Linked DNA regions of Sus scrofa: region 1 is linked to region 2. The links are chromatin contacts, called in public HiChIP or PLAC-seq maps. All regions are on one chromosome and are shown on one strand. The core of a region is the stretch at or near the end of the contact, and the rest is flanking DNA. Distances in the headings are between cores, read along the strand shown.

What was found. HiChIP or PLAC-seq counts read pairs in DNA pulled down with a chosen protein or histone mark.
Region 1: a contact with region 2 is called in an H3K27ac HiChIP or PLAC-seq map of skeletal muscle, with 6 times the contacts expected there. The contact joins the promoter of DPH5 here to the promoter of RNPC3 in region 2. A contact is called at or near these places in 2 of 2 datasets of contacts at active chromatin or transcription factors (alveolar macrophages and skeletal muscle).

What each region holds. Positions count from the first base shown.
Region 1 is chr4:117,264,643-117,270,316 of Sscrofa11.1, forward strand. DPH5 (diphthamide biosynthesis 5) reads left to right here and starts at 4,388. Exons shown (of 8, transcript NM_001243679.1): 1 at 4,388-4,518; 2 at 4,747-4,904. The coding sequence starts at 4,770. LOC106508363 (a long non-coding RNA gene) reads right to left here and starts at 4,342. Exons shown (of 7, transcript XR_002343569.1): 1 at 4,156-4,342.
Region 2 is chr4:115,310,199-115,315,320 of Sscrofa11.1, forward strand. RNPC3 (RNA-binding protein 40) reads right to left here and starts at 1,762. Exons shown (of 16, transcript XR_002343546.1): 1 at 1,198-1,762.

The DNA of each region.
Region 1 (5,674 bases), core at 3,138-5,637, 2.0 Mb after region 2:
ACTATATGATGTGTTTATGACAATGGATGGAAAAGCCATCAATATTAACTTCTCGTGATTATCTGCATCTCTTTTTCACATTTTATGACTACCACTTAAGGGCTCAAATTAGATATAAGAAAGAATTTCTAATAGCCAGGGTACTAAAAATAAGAACAAAGGTAATAGAAACATCTTAAAGATCTTTTAGGAAAAGCATGAACATTCACCCTTAGGGATGATTTGATATTATTCTACATGAAAGAAGAAATAGCAGAAAACTATGCAGGCCTCATCTACCCTTGTTCTTTTCTTCTTCTATTTTCTCTCTACAATCATAGTTCTCTATAACCACCACTCTCTCTTGTACTAAGTATAAAATTTCAAATTTGCTACGTTATTAGAAATAAACACGTATTCTACTTGCTCTCATTATTATCAAAATAATGTTACACTGTTGATTGAAAATTAATCTGAAACTGTCTTAAAGCAAAATTCTCAAGGCCCTGTCTAAATTAGGTGAAGAAATGATATTTAATTAGCTATATGCTTAGGTATGTATGCTGTGTTAATCTGTTACCTAAACAAGGGGGTTATCTTTTACGTAAAATGAAATCATGTGTTATTTATGCTTACAACTCCCTTGGAAATGCAACAATAGTAACAACATGGATTAACGGCTGGGTGGATGGATATGTTATTGAGTAAATACAGCAAAAATATTAAAACTGTAAAACCTAGGAGGTGGCTATATGGACATTTATTGTAAAATTGTTTCAACTTTTCTATATTGTTTGAAATTTTTAATGATAGATTGTTGGGGAAAATGCAATCATATTTGAAACATTTTAAATGGCAAGGGAGAAACCAAATCACACAGAATAACTCTGCAGAAAAAGATGAGTCTTCGAGTTACATCTGTTCATCTGTTGAGTTGGAGAGGAAAAAAGATTGCACCTTTACATTATCTACCTCCAGAAAAGTCCTCCAAATTCATCCTCCTACTGCGAAATAAAGGCAAACAGAAAAGTTTAAGAATTCTATAATGAAAGTAAGCTCCTTTGACTAAATTTTGGAAAGTCAAACATGAAATTACTTCTGTATCTAAAAATACAATTCTTTTCTACTCAGAATAACTTCTATTTCAATATAGATTTCCTCAAAGGAGATAAAGCCTTCTTTTGGATTACTAATTATTCTTATTGGAAATGTCCTTTCCCTGTGAAAATCTAAAAACAAAAACATGTTAAAAAAAAAAAATGACCAGTACAGGGAGTTCCCGTCGTGGGGCAGCAGAAATGAATCCGACTAGTATCTGTGAGGATGCAGGTTCGATCCCTGGCCTTGCTCAGTAGGTTAAGGGTCTGGTGTTGCCATGAGCTGTGGTGTAGGTTGCAGATGCGGCTCAGATCCCCAACTGTTGTGGCTGTGGTATAGACAGGCAGCTGTAGCTACAATTCAACCCCTAGCCTGGGAACTTTCATATGCTGCAAATGCAGCACTAAAAAGCAATTAAAAAAAAAAAAAAAAACAGTACGTTGGAAAATTCACCTGCTAAATAGTATGCATGGAAGTATATGTGATGTGTGTCATAAGGCTTTCAACATAAATGACTTTCTAAAGTGTGCTAAGCAAGGCATGTTTATGTTTGATAATCCTGTCAACGATTTTTCGGTAATCATCCAGAGCATACCACTCCCTGCATTTCATAAAGACAGAAAAAGACATCATAAGAAATCACCTAGCTATTAATGGGTAAATAATGGTCTAGTTAACATTTATTGAATACCTGCTATGTGCTGAAAACTGTGCTAAGCCTTAAGGATGAGAATATGAGTAAAATACAGTTCCTAATTCCATTAAATTGATGGTTTTGTAAAGAGAACATACGTAAAAGAATTACAAAATACTTAAATTGATGATAAGTCCATGTATGAAGTGTTACTGTAATGAAAAGAAGATACCTAACCTAGCCTGGGGATCTCTAGGGCTGCTTCCTGAGTTTAGTCTTCAAGAATGATAGCAGTAATTTAGGCAGGAGAGAATGGGAGCGGGTATTCCATGTTGAAGTGGCTGCCTGACTAAAGGCAGCGAGGCACAGAGCAGCATGCGTGGGCGCAGGGGTGAACTGCTAGAGGAAAAGCTCATGGGATGTATTGGAGACAGTTGTCACATCATGGGTGATTTTGTGGGATATGTTAAAGGAGCCTGGACCTTCTCTTGGCCTCAAAAGGATTTAGAAGGGGAATGACATTTTCAGATTGTTTCTGAGCTAGATCTCCCTGGCTCCTGAAAGAGGGATGTATGTGAGGGAGACATGCTGACAAGCTGCAGGAGTGACATAACAGGACCTGAACCAAGACCGTGATGGCAGGTGTGGTTTCTACCAAGAAAAAAACAGCATGATTGTCAAATTAAAATGTGAGGTGACTTCCAGGTATCTGGCCTGGATAAGCGCCTAGAGATGACAGTGTCTTCCAATCAAAGCAGATAACAGAGGAAAAAGCCAAGTTGAAAGGTTAAAAGATGGATTCAGCTTTGGATGTGTTAGATTTGACATGCCTCCAGGTTATCCAGATGCTTTCCAGCAGAAAGTTAAATACAGGATGTTGAGGAGGGGTCTGAATGGGAGGTTGAAATTTGAGTCTGCAAACTATTAAAGGTAACTGAAATCATGAAAGTGAATAGTCAAAGCTTTGTTTTTGTTTCTGACTTTAGCCATTCTAATAGGTGTGTAGTAGTTATCTCATTGTGGTTTTGATTTTGATTTCTCTAATGTCTAATGATGTTTGGCATCTTTTCAAATGCTTATTTTTCTATTCATGTATCTTCTTTAGGGATGTGCTCAATTTTTTTTCACATTTAAAAAATTGGGTGTTTTCTTGTTATTGTGTTTTGAGAGTACTTTATATAGTCTCGATGTAAGTGCTTTATCACACATATGCTTTGCAAATATTTTCTCCCAGTGTATGGCTTCAGTGTTTTTTTGAAGACCATAGCTTTTATCTTGTTGGGGTACAATCTTATCATTTTTTTTTCTTGCATCATGCTTTTGTATTGCACTTCAGAAATATTTGGAAGTAGGTCACCAATATTTTCCCCTGTTTTCTTCTGGAAGTTTTATGTTTTCCACTTACATCTATGAGACATTTTGAGTTTAATTATGTACATTGTGTGAGGAATGGGTCAATATAATGATATTGGATAGAACGGATCATTAAGAGTGTACGGAACAGGAGTTCCCCTCCTGGCCCAGCAGAAACAAATACGACTAGGAACCATGAGGTCGCAGGTTTGATCCCTGGCCTCGCTCAGTGGGTTAAGGATCCTGCATTGCCATGAGCTGTGGTGTAGGTCGCAGATGAGGTTCCGATCTGGCACTGCTGTGGCTGTGATGTAGGCTGGCAGCTGTAGCTCGGGTTCAACCCCTAGCCCGGGAACCTCCATATGTCGAGGGTGCGGCCCTAAAAAGAAAAAAAAAAAAAAAGAAAGAAAAAAAGAGTTTATAGAACAATAAAGTCAAAGACTGGACGGAATTCGGGAAGAAGAGATAAAGCCAAGGCCAAAGGAAGCAGAGTTGAGCAAACAAGACACAAGCCATTGTCGGAGAAACACAAGGAACACTGAGTAATCAACGCTATCTTGGATGAGGTCACTAGTGACCTCAGGAAAAGCATATTCAGTCAAAACAAATAATTTCGATATTGGAACTACTTCTAACCAACCACTTTAAGAATTCCCCGTGGAAGCACTAGGTCTACATTTGAAATCCCTTAGCATTCTTAAAGGTCACTTCTCTGGGCACAGGAGGGTCTGGGCTTCCCGGCACTGACAGTGAGGATGACTGAGGCAGATTCCAGTCACGCCACTTGGGGCACTCCAGAATGAGGGCCTGGGGACAAACCCAAGGAATCACTGCCCCGCTGGGAAATCAGAACCGACACTCATCACCAGGTCTTCCAGGCTGTCACCTCACCAGGGAGGCAGCTGGTTAAAATACAGTCGAATGAAAAGGCGAGGATGGGAATGTGTGCACTTGGGCAATCCCGGAGAAAATTAGGGAAATTCCTTCCTCCCGCCCCCCCTCCTGCGTCTGGAGGAGACGCGGAAGGCGTGTGGGCTCCTCGGCCCAACCTCGCGGGCGGCTCTTCAAGGGTAAAGAGCTTCTGCACTTACCGGTCCCAGGCTGGGCATGTTTAAGCTAGGGGGATAGTGGGCCGGCCTCGTCCCTTCCCAAAGGCCATGCTGAGGTCACTGATCAGACTCCCCCCGTCCGGCTGACCTTACGCCTTCTCACCCCAGCAGCCTACGTACGGGTCATTCCTAGGCGCGGCGAGTCTCCCCGCCCAGAGCCTGTGGGAGCCACCCTCCCAGCTAGTCGTAAAGTGCCGCGAAGCGCCGGCGCTTTACGGCACCGTAGGTGAGGGCGACGGCGTGGATCCCTGCTCAGCGCACATCCTCTGCCTGGGCACTGCTTCTGGGGAGCAGCGGCTATTAGGGAGTTGGGAAGACAGGGCCCCAGCTACGATTCTCCCAACGGTAACCATCTGTCCCTAGGTTTGTGTAACAAGAGAGAAGGCGGTTAGGGTTGTTTAAAAACACTCCAATCCTTATTTAAAAGGCGTGAGATTAGGTTCTTAAACCTCCCTCCTGTGATAGGCGGTCCCTCCCCGAGCTGTTTGGGTTTTCGTCTTGGTGTTCACCTCTAGATTTTTGGTATCGTCGGTGTAGCTGGCACTTGATTTTCTTGTTCATTTCGTCCTGCAGTCGCCCTCCCCCTGGACTTGGAAATGCTTTACATGATCGGTTTGGGCCTGGGAGATGCCAAGGACATCACAGTCAAGGGCCTGGAAGTTGTAAGACGCTGCAGTCGAGTGTATCTGGAAGCCTATACCTCAATCCTGACTGTAGGGAAGGAAGTGCTGGTAGGTGCCCAAGGCTTTCCAGCCTTCTAGGAAGAACGATATCTAACAGCTGAGTTTTAGTATGCTACGCCGTACCGACTTTTTCACGTCTGTTGGTTTAAACCGATTAAAACACATCCCGTACTCGTTACGAATCTGGGTATTACAAAATTGGGAGTCATACACCAACCAAGTGATTTGGAAAAGGAAAGGGACCTTTTTTTACTCTACAAGTCTAATTGTGTGGCTTTTTCCATTAAATAGGAAAGGAGAATTGCTTTACACTCCTGGGGATGGTTATCAGAATCCGCTATTTCATGAGATAGCCAAGAAATCCTTTCTGAGTTGAATGCTAATGAGGTGCTTATTCAGCCTTAATGAGTTGGTTATGTATTCAGGAATCGAGCTGAAAGCTTATCCCTTTGAAGTATTTCCATAGAGAACGGTAATCTCCTTTCTGTCTGTATCCTATCCTGAGAGAACTTACCTTTAAATAGACATCTCCCAGTTAAGGCTTATACCCATACACTTGGGTGTATTGAGTGAGCCTGGATCTTAGTAACCAGGGAATTTGCTAGTGTATCAAACATTTACCTGGTTCTGGTTAAGGGCTCAGTAAATTTTGGAGGAAGGGTCAAGTTCAGGTTCATTGTCAAATTTCTTACAGGATTTTAGCATAGTGTCTGGCACAAAAGTGTTCAGAAACATGGTTCGTTAATAGATATATTTCCAAACATCACTATATCTCAGTTTCTTCATTTGTCAAATGGAGATAATAGCTAGTTGGAAGG
Region 2 (5,122 bases), core at 512-3,011:
AGTCCATAAGTTAAAAAACTACTATACCACTCTTAAACCATCCAAAAATATAAAATAGCTTCCATTTATAAAACATCTAAAGCTCTAAACATTTCTCTATATAGCCAAATGCAATTTAAAAATGCTCACCAACAGAAAATTATTTCTGAAGCAAATGTTCCTTTTGTGAGTTTTCCTTAAAATGAAGGTTCAATGGGAGAAGTCTACTTTTAAATATAAACTATATTTAGGTATTTTTAAACTATAAGAGGAAAATAAGTACAAAGTAAATGAATCATTATGCTGAGTTTCTGTAAATGTTAATCAAGACTTTACAAGTTTATTGATTATATACCGCATACCTAATTTTGTCTACTCTATTCAAGATAACCCAATTAAGTGTATTTAAACTGAATCACACAGAATATTTATATTTGCTGGTATACATGACACTGTGCAAAACTGGTTCTTCTTCCAATTCAGTAATTCTCAACCCTGGCTGCATATTAGAATCACCTGGGGAGAGTTAACCACTGATGTTTTGCCCCATTCACAGGCCATCTTTCGGAAACATAACATCACCGTTATTATTTTCATGGCGAGAAATCCACCGGAAACATCTTTAAGTGTAAAAGAAAATAAAGCAACTGTGTATACTCCTGTGTTAGAACTTTTAATAGTCTTAAAATATCGTTTTCTAAAGGAGTCCGTCGGAAACTTTATGAGGAACATCTTCGTCAAAAATCTAGTCGAAACCCTGTAACAAGGTTTCTCCTAATTTACCCTATTTTCTCTTCTATTTTGATGAAAGTTTTAATGCTAGCTTACAAATAAACCAATATTTTAAAAAAAGTAGTGCTTTGTTACTTATTCCTCAGAGTACCCTTGAGTCTAAGAGAATTACTCCCAAATCCAAAGGAGTTTTGAGATTCTCAGCATGAGCGGATATAATGGAATATAACTGAGCTTATTTTCCCTCCTTCTGCTTTGCCCTTCTCACTCGCCCTTTCCCGCAGCGCGGGGAAGAACCCAGGCTCGGGCCAATTAAAACTTGCCTTGGGACGTAAGCTTTCTCGAAAGGAAAGAAAAAGGACTGGCTAGCCCCCACTACGCACGGGCATCTTCCTCGCTCTTTTCCGTCTTTTTTCTGTCAGAACTTCCTCTCCCGGGCCACCAGCCAAAGGCCTTCCCCCGAGGCTCGGGACCGGGCGCCCTTACCAGCCTCCCCTTATCGGACAGGACGCGCACTGACTGTGCCCCGAAATACTTCAGCAAGTCCTCTTTCTCCTCAGCGGTCAGCTCGGCTGGCAGATGCCTCACTAGAAGGGTTCGGTCGCCCCGCGGCGGAGAAAGCGAAGCAGAGCTCTGGCATCCTCTCGACATCGGGATCGGCTGTTCTGGGGCCGCCATTTCCGCTCGAGCACCAGCAACAGAGTAAAGGCGTGAACCCTGCAGTCATCAACCGAAGCTGAGAGAAATGCGTGTTTTTCCACTTCGCGCTAAGGATTATGGAAAACAAGAAAAAACGCGAGAGTTTGCCGTCTTCTCGCGAGACCTACGCCGCGGACCTGTGGTACTTCGAGGACGCTTTTCTCAGACTGCAGGGCGAGGTTCCACAACGATGGGGAAGTAAAATGATTCAAGTTCCAGGTAGCTGCTGAAGGTATTAAAAACAAAAATTCCCCGGAGGAAGGAGTGAGGATTAAAAAAATTGTCAAAGAAAGTAGGAGGGACTTCAGCTACCTTGACGAACGAGGAAATAACCCCAAGGGCAGAAGTCACTTCTGCGCCTGTGCGAGCGAGGAGCGAGTCTGGGCGTGGCGCCAGCGGGGACCCGAGCTGCGCATTATTGGGTTTCCAATCCTGGCGGACTGGAACTTGAGTATGATTGGCAGGTGGGGTCTTGAGGGTGTGCCTACCGTCCGGGGCTGGTAAAGCCTAGACACGGCAAGTTATTAGGCTTAGGGTCGTCCTCGTAGCCAAGCGAGCTCAGTTTAAGGAACAGAAGGTTGAGACATGTTTTGTTTTTTTTGAATCATCAGACTTATAGCAGTCTGATTCGTTCTGCGCACGGTACATTTCACAGAATTGGCGTCCTCTAGAGAAAGATACCCTAATTTAAGTCCCCACAAAAATTCTAAGGGGTAGGTACTCCTCCCCATTTTACAATTAAGGACGCTAATGTACGAGGAGATTTGAGTCACACAGCTAGTAAATGATAGATCAAACAGACTATAAATGATGATAAGAATTTAAAAATCATGGGGAAGCTCCTTCCCAACACACTCATAATGTCATGTGTGTAGAGCCAGGCCTTGGGGGCCCTGTAGGTTAGTTTGGAGTTTTGATTATCAGGAGAGCAATTGGACAGGATTTTTTTAGTAGGGCTTTGTGTGTGTGTATGTGTATATGTATGTAATGATTACATTTTAGATATGAAAATTTCTCTTTGGTTGCATTCTGAAAAAATGGAGTAAAAGCAAAAAGACCAGTTGGGCTACTGGGTAGCCCAGGCAAAAGGCACGGCTAGGGAGTTCCCTTTGTGGCTCAGTGGGTTAAGAACCATGCTAGTATCCACAAGGATGTGGGTTGGACTCCTGGCCTCACACAGTGGGTTAAGGATAAAGGATATGGCATTGGCACAAGCTGCGGCATAGGTCGCAGATGTGACTGTCTGGTGTCTGTGGTGTAGGCCAGCGGCTATGGCTCCAATTCATCCCCTCGCCTGGGAACCTCCATATGCCATGGGTGCAGCCCTAAAGAAACAAAGAAAAAGACACTGTTAGAAATAGTTTGGTGACAGTACCTGAAGAAATAGGAATTGAGATGTATCTTGAAATTATAATTGATAAACTTGAAGAAGAGTAATTAAGGAGAAGTTTGGAGGATGATAATGTCATTCACTGAGCATGAGAAGAGTGAAGTATAGCTAGGTTAGGAACTGTAGGGGAGGGAGGAACACATAAATTTAAAGTACCTCATCAGTATTCATGTTTCAGCTAGGCAGTTGGATGTGTAAGTATGGCGTTCTGGAGAAACATTAACACTGGATACACGTATAGCATCAACACATATGATATTAATATCCAAGGGAGACCAGTGTTGATCCATGGGGGCACCCATTGTTGAGAAATTGAGAGGTGGGAGAACAAGGTGATCCCTCTTGGCATTTACAGTCTAGTAGTAAGACAGACTCAAACAGGTATGTAAGTAAATGAGTTCCTCTTGGAGAGTAAATAAGTACTTTGAGGGAAAGAAAAAAAGAGAGCCAGGGTAGAGTGATAAACTAGTTGGATAGGGCATGCTACTTTAAACACTGTCCTTTGCAGGCTTTTTCCTGTGTAATATATATATGATTAGCATATACTAGACATAAAGTCAATGAATGAATGCATGCATGGATTAACTTTAATATTACCACTGCCTGCTATGGTCAAGTATTGCTACATGAATCATCAAGATAAGTTTAATGGTCTTTTCTATAATAGAGACATCACAACTCAATGAGAGGAACATGACAGAATTTCATTTTCTCTTAATGGCTTTTAATTGTACTCAATTAAATCCACCTTAGCCTTCCCTTGATAATAGTTCAGGCAGATTTCATAATATCTTGGTCACTTTCAGTTTACTAACAGTCCAAGTTGGTTTGAAATGTCAACTTCATACTCCATTAAGGTCACATTTCTTACCCACCCTTCATATCAGGCTTGACCTGAGGGATAAGAAGATAAAATTTGCTTTCATGTCTCCCATTTTCAGGTGGAACTGGGTGTGCTTTGCTCTGAGTTGCACCTTTCCCTGTGCTTGGTTTAGCTCGGAGGTTTCCTAACTTTCTCAGCTCATGGTGCCCTCATTGTCTAAGTAATTTTTTCACAACATCCCTAGTTGCCACCATGTTTCCTGTTTCATCTTGATTTTCAAAAGGCACTGCCACCTGAACAGACTGTAAGGTTCAGCAATTATTCCATGTATTCCTCTTCATTTCCCAACTCCCTCGTTAGTTAGAATCATGGGATTCAATCTGGTTAGTGGGCTGTTAAGGAAAGCAACACGTGCCAATTCCAGACTATAGTACAGAAGAGTGATTGTGAAAGAAGTGATCGTGGAGCCCACATATTGAGATCATAGAACTGTAAGGTAAGTACAGCGTAGAATACCAACCTAGTTACCGCATGGATGACAAATGTCCAACAAAGATGCTTGACTCCTTCCAAAATTTGCCTATGTTAGAAATAACTTTTATTAACTTTTTTAATGTAAATGTACTGACCGTTTAGGGTTAACTTATTTTTTTAATTAAAAAACGTTTTTACCATAGCAAAGTCCATTCTACCACCATAAAAAATATAGTTGAGATGGTTCAGTTTGTGTGTCTGGGTGTGTCTTTGAGGGTGCTTCTAGATGAGATTAGCCCTTGAATTGGTGAAGTCAGTAGACTTCCATTACCTGTATGGGTGGGCGTTATACAGTTCATTGAGGTCCAGGATACTACTAAAGTTGGAGAAGCGGAAGAATCACTCCTTTTTTTTCCTGCCTCCCTGATTAACCTGAGACAGCTCATCTTGAGCAATCAGGCTGGGTTTTACACCATCCCCTGGTTCTCAGACTTTCAAATTTGGGCTGGATTGCACCACCAGATTTCCTGGGGCTCAAGCCTGCCGATGACAGATCATGGGACTTACCATTCTATAATCACATGGCCAATTCCTCAAATAAAAAATTACTTATATATTATATTTATATTTAGTAAAATATATAAACAGTATATAAATGTATAAATAAATATGTAAGTTTCCATCTATAAATATGTAATACTTTGTTTTTAGAAAATATAAACATAAAATATATCTTTTTTGCATTTATTCATATATAAAATACATAAAGTACATATGTAATTTTTATTCATTTTTTATTTATAAATTTTAAATTTATTACACATGTAATATTATATTTAATATATTCTTCAATATATTTTTATCACAATAGAGTGAGTCTTTTAAATCTTAAAAACTCTCCGGTGTCTTTTCCTCCCATTTAGACTAAAAGCTTTTGATGTATAAGGGCTTATATGATCTGGTTCTCCCATTAGACTACTTTTCTGACTTCATCTGTTATCCCCCCCAACCTCACACTCTGCCAT